2 separate regions of the Oryctolagus cuniculus genome follow, and region 2 is linked to region 1. Evidence: chromatin contacts called from public Micro-C data. All regions are on one chromosome and are shown on one strand. Each heading gives the region's core, a stretch centred on a gene start, on an enhancer-like site or on the middle of the called end of the contact. The rest is flanking DNA. Distances are from core to core; before and after follow the strand shown.

What was found. A called contact is a pair of places that touch in the nucleus more often than the background predicts.
Region 2: a Micro-C map of ear pinna shows a contact between it and region 1, with 6 times the contacts expected there. The contact joins the promoter of ALG14 here to the promoter of RWDD3 in region 1. A contact is called at or near these places in 4 of 6 Hi-C or Micro-C datasets (ear pinna, embryonic fibroblasts, skin fibroblasts and 1 more).

Annotation. Positions count from the first base shown.
Region 1 is chr7:75,463,869-75,466,763 of mOryCun1.1, forward strand. It overlaps RWDD3 (RWD domain containing 3), which reads right to left and starts at 1,428. Exons shown (of 6, transcript XR_011390142.1): 1 at 1,273-1,428.
Region 2 is chr7:75,607,273-75,610,167 of mOryCun1.1, forward strand. It overlaps ALG14 (ALG14 UDP-N-acetylglucosaminyltransferase subunit), which reads left to right and starts at 1,515. Exons shown (of 4, transcript XM_002715847.5): 1 at 1,515-1,758. The coding sequence starts at 1,623.

The DNA.
Region 1 (2,895 bases), core at 178-2,677:
AAAAATTAAAAAAAAATTTTTTAAAAGGACTCTAAGCCAGGCTGGGCACTGGAAAGAACAGGGCTAGGGTTGCAGTACCTGGGACGTAACAGTAGTCGGTATACGTGTATGCACGGTGACTGCAAGAAGAAACCCGCCACAAGGGGCTAGCTCCTGCTCTGTGGGTGAATAATGGCACAGGGACACTGGGGAACTCTCTCAGTCACAGGGGCTCTCCTCATTGCACACTGCCTTCTTAAAGCGCAGTCAATTCATGCTCACAAGGACAATTTCAATACCGGTTTCAACATGAGAAGATACATACCATGCCTACTCAAATGCAGAGTATATTTGAAAGTGGGGGGATCCCATATGGGCCAGGTTGGAGTCCCAGCTGCTCCACTTCTGATCCAGCTCTCTGCTATGGCCTGGGAAAGCAGTGGAGGAGGGCCCACGTCCTCAGGCTCCTGCACCCACGTGGGAGACCCGCAGGAAGCTCCTGGCTCCTGATCTCCAGGCTTAGCCATTGTGGCCACCTGGGGAGTGAACAAGTGGATGGAGGCTCTCTCTCTGTCCTTCCTGCTCTCTGTAACTCTGCCTCTCAATTAAATAAATACATCTTTTTTAAAAATTAAAAATAAATTTCAAAAGAAAGCTAAATAAAGTTCAGAACTATTTGCATCACTGTACTTTCTCATGGGAACAGACTATTAAAAAAATGAGTCAAAAGAACCTTTCTGGACCATCAGCTCTTACACGAAAGGGCAATGCAGGTCAAGGTTTGTAGAATTCAACACACGTGGGCTTAAGGATCAAGGCGCCCCCCAAAGTCTGTGACCGGCAGCCCGGTTCCCGCCCACTAGACAAGTACGAACAAGGCAATCTACTTGGTAACGCAAAGCAGACCAGGCTGGACTGGAGCACCAGGTGGGTCAAAATAGTCACTCAACAAACCTCTACTGTGTACACAAATACTAGTGGAGTTAAAACCGTCTCCACAGCGTAACGCACAGTGCTTACGAAGGACACATAGCCTTCTGCGAGTGCTGGACTTCAGGGCGGGCAGGGGCTATCCAGAGGCCTCCATTTCAGGTGAGACCCGCAGGACAAGCAGACGGGCCTCCCCTCCAGCCTGCTCCCACGCCGCTGCAGGCCCCGCGGGGTGCGCATCCCTCCTCCGGACTTGACTCTCCGCGCCCCCGGCTGCGGGCCCACGCTCAGCGGTGGAGAGGCGAAGGCAGAGGGAGGCCCCGTCCGGAGGGTGCCTCGTCCCGCCCGCGCGAGGGTAGTCACCTGAGCGGCTCAGCACCTCCCACTCGTGGGGCCCGCAGAAGATCGCGGCCAAGGCCGAGAGCTCCTCCTGCATCGACTCTGCCATGGCCGCGCAGCCCGGCCGGCTCGGCACTTCCCGTTCCGTTGCGAGCCTGAGCAGTGCGACCCAGCGGCCACGGGGGGGCGCCCCTGGCCACCGCAGCCGGCGACGGGGGCGGGGCGGCCACGTTCAGAAGCCCCGCCCCAGACCTCGGCTCCGGACTCCAGACGCTAGCTTCAGCCCCTTGGGTTGGGCTTTCTCTGTGAGTTCTGAAGCCCCACACCTGGGTCTGCGAAGATCGCCTGGCTCGCTCGCGGCTCTCCTTTGCCGAGAGAGGTCTCCCAGCAAAGTCTCAGCTCCATGCTTGCAACACACCCCCCAGACCCATGCCCTGCCTAGGTTCTGCTGGGCTGGGGACTCAAGGGTCCAGAGGAACTTGGTGGATAGGAGAGAAAAAACAAACGGGAAAATAAATGAGCAGCAGATGAGATGGACCCTTGTCCGCTGGGGGTTGCACTAAGCGTTGGGGAGACCCTGGAGCCCTGGAGCCCTGGAGGGGGTCCCGGCTCAGGAACCTTAACAGGTGCAAAAGGGACAGCCCTGGACTTCCTGGGCAGCTGTGCGCCAAGTCCTAACGTCCCCCATTCCTCAGGTGCGTTCAGCCGGCGGTGCTCCTTGGCCCTGGTGGGGTTGCGGGGAGGAGGTGTCCTGGAGAGTAAAGGCTGCTTTCTCTGAGTTTTTGATTTTGTCATACTCAATGCGTGCAAAGCACAATGAGTGTGTGTGACTGTGGCTCTTGAAGCTTAAAGTGAAGATGAGCCTCCTGGACCCCAGCACCTGAGTGGAGGGATCTGAGCCATGCTAATAGGGTTACAGAGCTGGAAACCCACCGTGTGCAGGCGTGGCCCCGAGCTGATGGGAGCTCCTGCTTTCCAGCGTGCGTGGCTTATCCTTTTTTTTTTTTTTTTTTTCCTTCTTCCCAAGTACCGATTTCAAATGTTGCAGCCCTAAAAGCAGCTGGCCCTGCTCCGGGAGGTCCCGTAATTTTGTTTATATCAAAAACAGTATTTCAAGCGATAAATCAAAGTGGCTACTCAGTTTCTCCTGATTTTGACCTGTGGAAGCCGGAAGAACAAACTTGGCTGATTTGGGGACTCCAAATCCATGTTACATCATCATCATCATTCTCACTGTGGTTAAAAAAAAGGGGGGGTGTGGAGGGATTTGAAAAGGGAAATGATACTGGGTTTCCGAGAATAGAAAGGAAATCTGACAACATGGCCTGCAGAGAGAATGGTTTGAGGATGCCATGGGATTTCAGTGACCCTAAGTAATTAGCAGCACTGCTGTGCACATAATTGGAAAGAGAAGGTTTATTTAAACTCATAATTATCTCTGATGTGACCAATTTGTTTAAAAACAAACAAACAAAAAAAAACTCCTTTGAGTTATTTCCAAAATAGCAGCCATTCAGATCCATCATTAACTGAGAGAATAGTGAACAAAAGAATAAATTTTTTAAGAATAAATTTTTAATTTAAAATATTCCTAAGTTATTTGGTCTTAGTTTGAAGTCCAACATTACTCTTAAAAGTGGTGGGAAA
Region 2 (2,895 bases), core at 265-2,764, 140 kb after region 1:
CCATTTGGGGAGTGAACCAGCAATGGAAGACCTTTCTCTGTGTGTGTGCGTCTCTCTCTCTCTGTTTCTCTGCCTCTCAAATAAATAAATAAATCTTTAAAAAAAAAAAAGTGTGTATTTAGGGACTCAAAAAGGTTCCTTGATATTAGAAAAAGACTGAATGACGAAATAATCTCCTTTTTGGCTCTGGGGATTGCCCTGTGTGGATGTTAATTTCTGGAACCGCTAACAGACATCAGTGTGAGCCTACTGTGAGAACATAGGGTTAAGAAGATTTGCCAGAAGACTAAATACGGAAAGTGCTGTGAGGTCCGTGAGCCAGAAAAGGATACACCCACAAAGTCTTCCAAAAATGTGCCTGCTGATAGGAGTTGGTACGCTGGTGATATGAAGGGTTTTAAAAAGTTCATGGAAAATGTATACTTTGAAAACACTATGCAGAAAAAATTTTTTTGGCATCGAATAAACTTATCTTTCAATTCCATTTTCCCATAAACTTGGTGGAATGCACTCATTTAAGCTGATCCCAGGCACCTCCCCTGGAGACTAATTCTGTAGCTTCCTAGCGGACTCTGGGCATCCTTACTTTCGAAAACACAGTCTAGGACACAGATAAGTAGGACCATCAGGCGAACTTGAATTTAGGAAAGAAATACACTACGTAATCCTCCTGTGAGCGGGAGTTGGGATTTCTGATTTCCAGTTCCGGATCGGCCACTATTCCGCCCGAAGCTGCTGCACCTTTCTGGACCTGCTTATCTATCTGCATCCTTGAACCACCTAACCTACAGGTCTACAGGGCACTGACGGCCAATTACACTTGCAGCGAGGGGGTTTCTCTCAGTATTTTCCTGTTGCTGTAATGTGGATTAAGTAGACATAAAAATAAGCAAAACACAGATTGGAGCGGCGCTTGACAAATCATCTTCCTGGCCGAGGATACGAAGAACAAACTGGGAACGCTCTGAGGTAAAATGAACGGAATGTTAATTGCAGGGCTATTGCCTTCTCCATGCGCCACGGAGCTTCCTCTGCTCTCAGGAACACGGCATAACTCGAGATCACCTCAACTACTCTGGTCACATGGACTGAGGTCTGGGGAACTCCTGCAAACGCTAAAAACCTGCCTGTTGGGGAAAAGAGAGTTTGGACGAGCGCTCAGTCTCAATACTCCTCTGCCCCCAGGGTAACTTTTACTGTCAAACACTTTCAGTAATGTCTGTACGTGCAACATAAATACATCGTTCCACATGAGGAAAGAAAGAAAGAAAAAAAGCAGCCATGGATGCCGTTAGCCTCAGGGAAAAGCTGGAACATCTCCCAATTTGGGAGCTTCGGGGTCTTTAGGGCGCACAGGCGGCCTGACCTCGTCGCGGGCAGAACTCAAACTGCAGCTCCTGACTTCTCGAATTTCCGCTTAGTTTAGGATGAGCGGTAGCCGTGGGGAGTGCACCGCAGAGGTGCACAGAGGTCGGCGTTCCCTCTGGACCGTGACTCCGCCCCCTCGCTCAAGCCCAGCCCACAGGAGGTGCGACGCTCCGCGTTTGAGTCTCCTCGGCGCCCGTAGCCGTGAACTTTACCCGCTGGCGCCAGGGTCTAGCACGCATGCGTTTTCCGTTCGCATGGTGTGGGTTCTTAGTTTAGCTGCAGCGGCAGGAGCTGTGGTGGTCTTCCTAGTCCTGCGACTATGGGTAGTGCTTCATTCCCGGGGCGTTACGCCCCGAGAGTCTCTCAGTCTCGTAGTAGTGGCTGGATCCGGTAAGTATCGGGGCGGTGGAGGGCGGGTTTGTGTCCTTCACTACAAACCCCAGAGTACACCGCGACGCTATTCTGTGCTCCCCTCAGTGCTGCTTTGAGCGTTGCATGCTGGGTTTTGTAGTTTCTTTGCGTAACCGGAACCGGCCTCCCGGCCACAGCAAAATGCTAGTTTGCCGACGCGGCCCAGTCGTGTTTTAATGACAAGTCTTAAGAAACTTAACGCTTGGGTGTAATTAGACCTCTGGATAACATTGTTTTTTCGAGTAAATTATTAGTGAACAGAGAGAACGCTGAAGCCTTTTGAAGCTTACGTAGTTTCCCTCAATGGCTGCTGCGCATTACTAATGTAGTCATTTTGTATTTAGGAAACACGAATAACGTAAATAGTAACATTTACAAAATTTACAAAATCCGCGAGGATAAATACAAGTATCCACCGACCGTAGAACAAGACACCCCGGGTGGCAGAGTATGATTAACAGACCGCTGGCCTGTCAGGTGGTGGAGTCCACGTCTACAGGCTCTGACGATGCTCACATCATTAAGTGGACAGTTTGGGCAAGAGTATAGACAACCGTGGGTTGCTTACGTTGTGAGAAAGGCATCCTGATGGCGATTTCGACCTTGTGCAGGCAGTGTGCTTACACCAGTCCATAAGGCATAGCCTTACTATACACGTAGATTTCATGGTGTCCATACACCATGGGTCTTACATAAGTTCTTGGAATATGACTGCGATTGTAAAAAACAAAAAAACAGAAAGAAAGAAAAACTGTGCATGGAGTTGAATTCCCTTTTTCCATTATGTTGAAATACCTTCTCGTGTATGGCATAGCTTATTGCTCCTAAGGCCATGGTGAACAGAACAACATGAGATTAAATTAAGCACCAGAGAAAATGATGCCATCACGAGACTCAGTAAACATGAGAGGTATGAAGCTGCTGTTGGCATCATAGGGCTACTGCTTTACACTAAACTGTTTTATAAGTAGAAGTGTGCTCTATACAATCAAGTGGAGTGTAGTAAACACATCATGCAGTAGCATAGTCATTTATTATCAAGTATTATATACTGTATCTAATTGCATGTGCTGTAGTTTTATGCAACTGGCAGCACAGGTTTGTATACACCAGCAT